Linked DNA regions of Arachis hypogaea: region 2 is linked to region 1. Evidence: chromatin contacts called from public Hi-C data. All regions are on one chromosome and are shown on one strand. The core of a region is the stretch at or near the end of the contact, and the rest is flanking DNA. Distances in the headings are between cores, read along the strand shown. Region 1 holds the start of LOC112790761. Region 2 holds the start of LOC112790760.

The links. A called contact is a pair of places that touch in the nucleus more often than the background predicts.
Region 2: a Hi-C map of leaf shows a contact between it and region 1, with 7 times the contacts expected there. The contact joins the promoter of LOC112790760 here to the promoter of LOC112790761 in region 1. A contact is called at or near these places in 2 of 8 Hi-C or Micro-C datasets (both in leaf).

The regions. Positions count from the first base shown.
Region 1 is chr3:66,682,066-66,685,381 of arahy.Tifrunner.gnm2.J5K5, forward strand. It overlaps LOC112790761, which reads left to right and starts at 1,327. Exons shown (of 1, transcript XM_025833306.3): 1 at 1,327-3,316. The coding sequence starts at 2,488.
Region 2 is chr3:67,198,740-67,202,415 of arahy.Tifrunner.gnm2.J5K5, forward strand. It overlaps LOC112790760, which reads left to right and starts at 2,118. Exons shown (of 2, transcript XM_025833304.3): 1 at 2,118-2,994. The coding sequence starts at 2,422.

The sequences.
Region 1 (3,316 bases), core at 77-2,576:
TTGATAATTTAAATATCATTGGGACTCTTGAAGAGATAACAACAATTATAAAAACTCTGAAAGAAGAGTTTGAGATGAAAGATCTTGGAAGGACTAAATTTTGTCTCGGCCTGCAGATCGAGCATACAAGAAATGGGATCTTTATTCATCAAGCGACATACACAGAGAAGATCTTAAAAAGATTCTATATGGATAAATCACATCCTTTGAGTACCCCAATGATCGTAAGATCTTTAGATGTGGAAAATGATCAATTCCGTCCTAAAGAAGAGAATGAAGATATCCTTGGTCCTGAAGTACCATATCTTAGTGCCATTGGAGCGCTAATGTATCTTGCTAATAATATGCGACCTGACATATCATTCGCGGTGAATTTACTAGCAAGATATAGTTCCTTTCCAACCAGAAGCCATTGGAGTGGAATCAAACAAATTTTTCGATATCTTCATGGAACGGTTGATATGGGATTGTTTTATCCCTATGGATCCAAGTCACAACTAGTTGGCTATGCAGATGCCGGATACTTGTCTGATCCACATAAAGGGAGATCTCAAACAGGATACCTATTTACATATGGTGGTACAGCTATATCATGGAGGTCCACGAAACAGACAATAGCAGCAACTTCCTCTAATCATGCTGAAATACTAGCAATTCATGAAGCTAGTCGCGAGTGCTTTTGGCTGAGGAGCCTGATTCAATATATTCTGTCATCATGTGGATTGATTGATCATAAGATAGCTCCAACTGTCCTGTTTGAAGATAATACAGCATGCATTGCTCAACTTAAAGGTGGATACATCAAAGGCGATAGAACAAAGCATATTTCTCCCAAATTCTTCTTCACTCATGATCTTCAAAATCAAGGGACAATTGATGTCCAACAGATCCGTTCAAGTGACAATCTGGCAGATTTATTAACAAAGTCACTCCCAAAATCCTCCTTTGAAAGATTGGTACATGAGATTGGGATGCGCCGATTTCGAGACATTAAATGATGTCGGCAAGAGGGGGAGACTGTACTCTTTTTTCCTTGGTCAGGTTTTTTTCCATTGGGTTTTTTTTGACAAGATTTTTAATGAGGCAGTCCCCATCACTAAAGAATATTGTACTCTTTTTTCTTCACTAAGGTTTTTTTCCCACTGGATTTTTTTAGTAAGGTTTTAACAAGGCAATAATCCTAAATGGACATCCAATGGGGAGTGTTGTGATAAGATTGAATAGATGGATGTCCATTCTCAAGAGAGATTGAATTTAATGAATGTTAAAAATATTACCTTTTGTATACCTATAAATAGGAGGCTAATCCTCAGGCAATATGCATACAACATTAATAACAATAATTTTCTCTCTCTATTATCTATATACAAAACTTTTCTCTCTCTCTTTCTTTAATACACTACTACTATACATATATTAATATATAAATAAATTATCTCCTTTATAATAGTAATTATAGAGAATATTACTATTAAAGCTATCTAATTATATTTTATATTTTATATTTGTTACCTCTCTCTTATTTATTTATTTAGTTATTTTATAACAAGAAACTTTTTGTTTTGTTTTGGTGTGGATATGCTATGCATGATATTTGTATGTATTAATGATATGGCACAAAAAACGAAAGCGGCATGTATTGGAACTTGGAAGTGGGCAGTGGCCACACAAGTTGCAGTAGTCCACAACCACAGGTGTGATTGAAGCAGACTCCCACTGAACGCGACATTATGACCTAACAAACATCTATTCGTTATTCCGAGCGGCGATGCTTGCTATCTCCACGTTAATAACACCAACACCAGACATTATCGTAAGGTTCTCTAAGCTTTGTCGAATCAATAATATAACTAAACCAAACAATGACAATCCCATCCCTCTTCCCAAGCCACATACTAAATTACTAATATATTACATTACATAAAACACGCACCACGCATCTATCAATCTCCATGTATCCCACCATATAATTATATCATTAGATTAGACGAGATTACATTACCTTGTTCAATCATATGTGTGGCTGCTTTAATATCTATATATACGGGATAATAATTTCTGTAAATTGACATTAAGTGAATTTTGCGGTGTTTATTACTTAATATTTAAATTTTGTCTAATTTATTTTTATAATAAATTTTAAATATTTAAAAATTATTTTTTTATATTTTTAAATTAAATATTAATTTTTATATATTTATATTTTTGGACACATTAAACACTCTCTTTTACAAGTACCATAACAATCTCCTAAATTATATACACAAGAGTAAAATATGATAAGTATTGATGTGGGATAGATAGATAGGACAAGATTAGTCAGTGGACAAATATGCTTACTTGCTTAGCTTGCTCACTCACTTATTCATTCATTAAATTACCGTGTGACTGCAACTCCTATTACATACTCTACTTTTGTTCCTATATCTATGCTGTGGAGTAGTATACCTTATCTCCTGAGACATTCATTCGCTGAGAAAAACAAAGATGGGGTGCGCCTCCTCAAAGGGTATCGACCCCGCCAACGCAGGCGTATACCGTCCGGCACCGACGAGCTTCGCTGTGTTCGACATTAACGCCATAGAGGAGCCATGGCTCAAGCACCTCAACAACACTCCCCAAACCCATCAGGACGAGAAGCCCATCCCCACCCACGTGCCCACCCCTATTCTCCACAAGCTCAACATGCTTGATTCAACCGAAGCTCCCCAATCATGGGACGAAGTTAGCAAAGCCCTCCAAGACCTCAACAAGCCCTTACAACCGCCCGAGGAACCGCCACAAAAGCTAAATCCACATCCACAGCCCCGCAAGACCATGTCGTTCCACACATTGGAAGAATTAGACGCCAAGTTAAACCCCAAACCCAGGCCAGAGTTGACCAAAGCTGTCACCACCAACTGGAAGTTGAACAAAAAGGAGTTCAATAAACAACCACCGCCTGCACCAATAAGAACATCTGGAAAGGAAGAGGAAGCGGAAGAAGGAGGCGTGAGAATCAAGCCGGTGAAAGACAACATCTTCATAGTGAGGGACAGGATGGAGAGGCAAAAGGAAGAAAAGGAATCAGCATACGAGAAGATAAGTCGGGACCCGCTGAGTTCGTTCCCGGAGAAGTGCCCGCCGGGGGGAGAGGAGGCGGTGGTGCTTTACACAACGTCTCTGGGGGGAGTTCGGAAGACGTACGAGGAGTGCAACAGAGCGAGGGAGGTTCTGGAAGGGCAGAGGGTGGTAATCGATGAGAGGGACGTGTCACTGCACGGTGAATTCCTTCGGGAGCTGAAGGAGGTGCTGCGGGAAGAGGAGCAGGTTCGGC
Region 2 (3,676 bases), core at 868-3,367, 520 kb after region 1:
CTTTGAATTATTCTTGGATGAAGCCCGATATTGCTCTTGAGGAGGACAGTGCAGAGTTTTTGCTTCCTTTGGTCCTTGGCATCAAATTGTGCTCCGCCCTTGTTGTGGGCAGGACAGTGATGCTTTTCAAGGCTTGGTTCAATATGCTGCTCTCCTGGAGGGCAGTGTGCTCTTGTGGAGGGCAGTGTTTGCCTCCTCCTTCTATGTTGTACCACACTTCTCATTTCTTGGCCACACTTCTTAAGCCACGTTTTTCTTCTTTTCTTCCTTTCTTCACCTACAAGAAACCAAAACAACCAATCAAAGTATCTCTAAACTCATAAGGTTTCTAATTCATTAAAAATCAATTAATTTTAGTTCAAACCTCATGATTTAGCATTAATTTAATGGTGGTTGTTTGATTTAAAGAAGTTATGCATTTTCATTCCAAATTACTTACTTAGGATGCAAGAAAGTGTATAAAGACTAGTAAAACAAGTGAAATTAGCTTGAAAAATGGGTATATAATGACCTGTCATCATTAAGTAGTCATTGCTCTCAAATAAAAACTAAATTGCATGAAATTAGAGTGCATGAAAATAAAGAGTGAGAATTCAAAACAAAAATTGAAAATTCAAGAATTCATAAATGAAAATTACAAATTAAGCTAAATTACTATTAAGGAAGAAGAGAAGAGAAAAGGGAAGAAGAGAATGTGAGGGGCGGGGTCCGAAGACCCACTCCCAGTAGAGTGTGCCAATGAAGTGTGTGTGTGTGTGTGTTCTCCCAACAATTCTAGCCTCCCAATTCTATGAAGCTAATGCCTTTATATAGGCTTTCTGAAATTACAAATTGAAATGAAATTGAAAACAAATTACAATTAAATGAAAATTGACTATTCTAGATGATTCTTGTGGCTTTGATTGGTTGAGATTTATGGGCTTTGTTTGCTTGAGGTTGGATGGACCTTGAAGTAATTTAATTGAACCAAAACCAAGCTCCAGGGGTCACTTGGGCGTTATTGGCACCAACGCCTTCACAAACCCAAGTTAGCAACGTCTTTGTGTTTTGGGGGCTTAATGATGCCTATTGTTTGAGCTTCAATTTTTGTGCCCCACTATAAACTATTATACGTTGGAAAGTTCTAAATGTCAGCTTTCTAACGCAATTGGAAGCACCTCAATTGGACCTCTGTAACTCAAGTTATGCTCCATTGCAGGGGATAAGGTTAGCCTGCCAGGGTCACAGGCGTTATTTGTGAACACACCTTTGTATTTTGGCATTGCCAACGCCTTCAATTTCTGAGGCTCTAAATGAAGCCCATTTTTGAAGTTTCAAACGAATGTCAACCCCATACTATGATATATCGTTGGAAAGTTCTGGAAGTCTACTTTCTAATGCCGTTGAGAGTGCATCATTCGAAACTCTACAACTCAAGATATACGCCATGGAAGATGAAGAGGTCAGCTGTGTAACAACTCTAGTTTTTGAAAATCAATAATTAGTTATTTGCGATTTATTTTATTTGTTGATAATTTTATTTTATGAAAATTATTTTATTAAAGGTAATTAAATGGAGTTTCATGATAATTACAGTTTAAATTAATTAGAATTTTTATATAATCTTTATTAGATATTTGATATAATTGAAATTATAATTTTAGTAATCGAAAAATAAGAAAGAATTGTATAATTTAATTATATTTTGAATGAATTATGTTATTAATTTGAACTCCTAGAAATTATTTTATTAGAAATGATTAGATTGATATTTATAAATACTTTAAGTTTAATTTAGTTAATATTTGTGTACAATTTTTATTATAATTAGTTATTTTATAAATTGAAATTAAAGATTTGGAGATAGAAAAATAAAGAAAAATTATCTCCTTTAATTTGAATAATTAAAATTGAGTTTAAACTATATTTTATAAAAAATGCGATTAATATGTTTATTTTATAATTTAAATTAGAAATAATTGATTGAACATAGCAATATGTTGATAAATAATGTTTCTAAATATTTTTAATAGAGTATATTTGATTTTAAAATTATTCTACACTCCAATTTTATCAAAATATCTATTCATATCTATTCTTATTTCTTTATAAAATCCTAATTTTTAACCCTAATTCTCAAATTGAATCAGAAATTCTTAATTCCCAAATCCCAAAAACCCTAACCCTAATTTTCCCCCTTTCCCCAGCCCTGAAGCCCGCAGCCCCCACCCCCTTTCTTCCTAAACACAATACACACACAAAACAAAGAAAGAAACGCAGAGATGGAGAGGAAGAAGAGAGAGCTCGGAATCGGAGGGGAAGGAGCCGCACTCTACACTGTCCAATTCATCGCCACCGCCGAACCTCGCCTGCGTCGTCACCATCGCTCCATGGAGCTGCCGCCGTCATCCACGCGTTGCTGAGGGAAGCCCGAGACAGAAGATGAGGGAGACGCGAGCCAAGGACCGTGATGAGGAGAAGCTTCGTCGTCAAGCCACCCGTCGCCGCCACTGGAGGAGTTTCATGCGTCGCCGTCGCCACCGTTGCTGGTGTGGTCGGAGCGGCCATCACTGGAGAGAGAGAAAGCGCGAATCTGAGGAGGGAGAGAGAGAGATACGACGCAACAGAGGAGGAAGGAGAAGTCTTCTGTCATCGCCGCCATGTCTCTTTACCGCCGCTACCGTCGATAGAAGTCGTCGCCGTCGCCAAGCCGCTGCATCGCCGGACATTATCACTGGAGGACTGAATGGAGAAGCTCGCCAGTTCTGCTTCTGCCTCTGGTTTCTGGAATCCGAGAAGACGCTACCGCTGTTGCTAGAACTGTTATTGTTGCTCTGGCCCTGCTCTGGCTCCACTCTGAATCGTTACCGTTGCTATTTGGCTGATGCTGAGGCCTTCCACCATCACTGGAGCTTCCCAGAATCATCGTGGTTGCTGCCAAGAGAGCTGAATGGGTGCTGGAAACTGCTAACGGCGCTACCATGTTTGATTATTTCTACGAGTTGCGACATCGAGGTAGGGGATTTATTTTTAAATTTAAACGTTTTTAATTTAGAATGCCTACAAAGTTAATTGGATAATTGCAAATAGTTAATGATGGTTAAAAATTGATTAATTGATGTGAATTACTTGAAATGTGTTTGAGAATCGTTAATGGTTGTGATTATTGTGAATGTCACTGGGTTTTGTTGTTGTGAGTAATTAATTTGACAAGATTAATTTTGGTTAATGCTGTGACTGATATTAGTTTTCTAATTTTGATGGATTTGTTGGAAATTCTGATCTTATGTGATATTGTTGAATTGGTTAAAATCTGGTTGTGAATTGTATTTTGAATCACTGATTTTTGTGATGAGTTGGCTGAGATTCTGATCTTGAATGAGTTACTTTGAATTATTTGATATTGAAATGGAATTTTAATATATTGGGATGGCTGTGAAATGGACTTGTGATGGGTTGGAATTGGTTGAAATGTGGCTGCAAGCGGTGATTCATTTAATGTTATTTATTAAATTGAAATATGATGAGTTAATTATTAAATGAAATGTATTTTGAGAAAAGTTTGTTGTGGTGATTATTCTGAGTTATGATTGAAGTTGGATGCGGATGTGAGTTGAGTTTAGGTTATGGCTGTGATATTGAATGGCTTCGTTGTCATGAGTAATTAACTGATGAGATTTACTTTGATTTGAGGCTG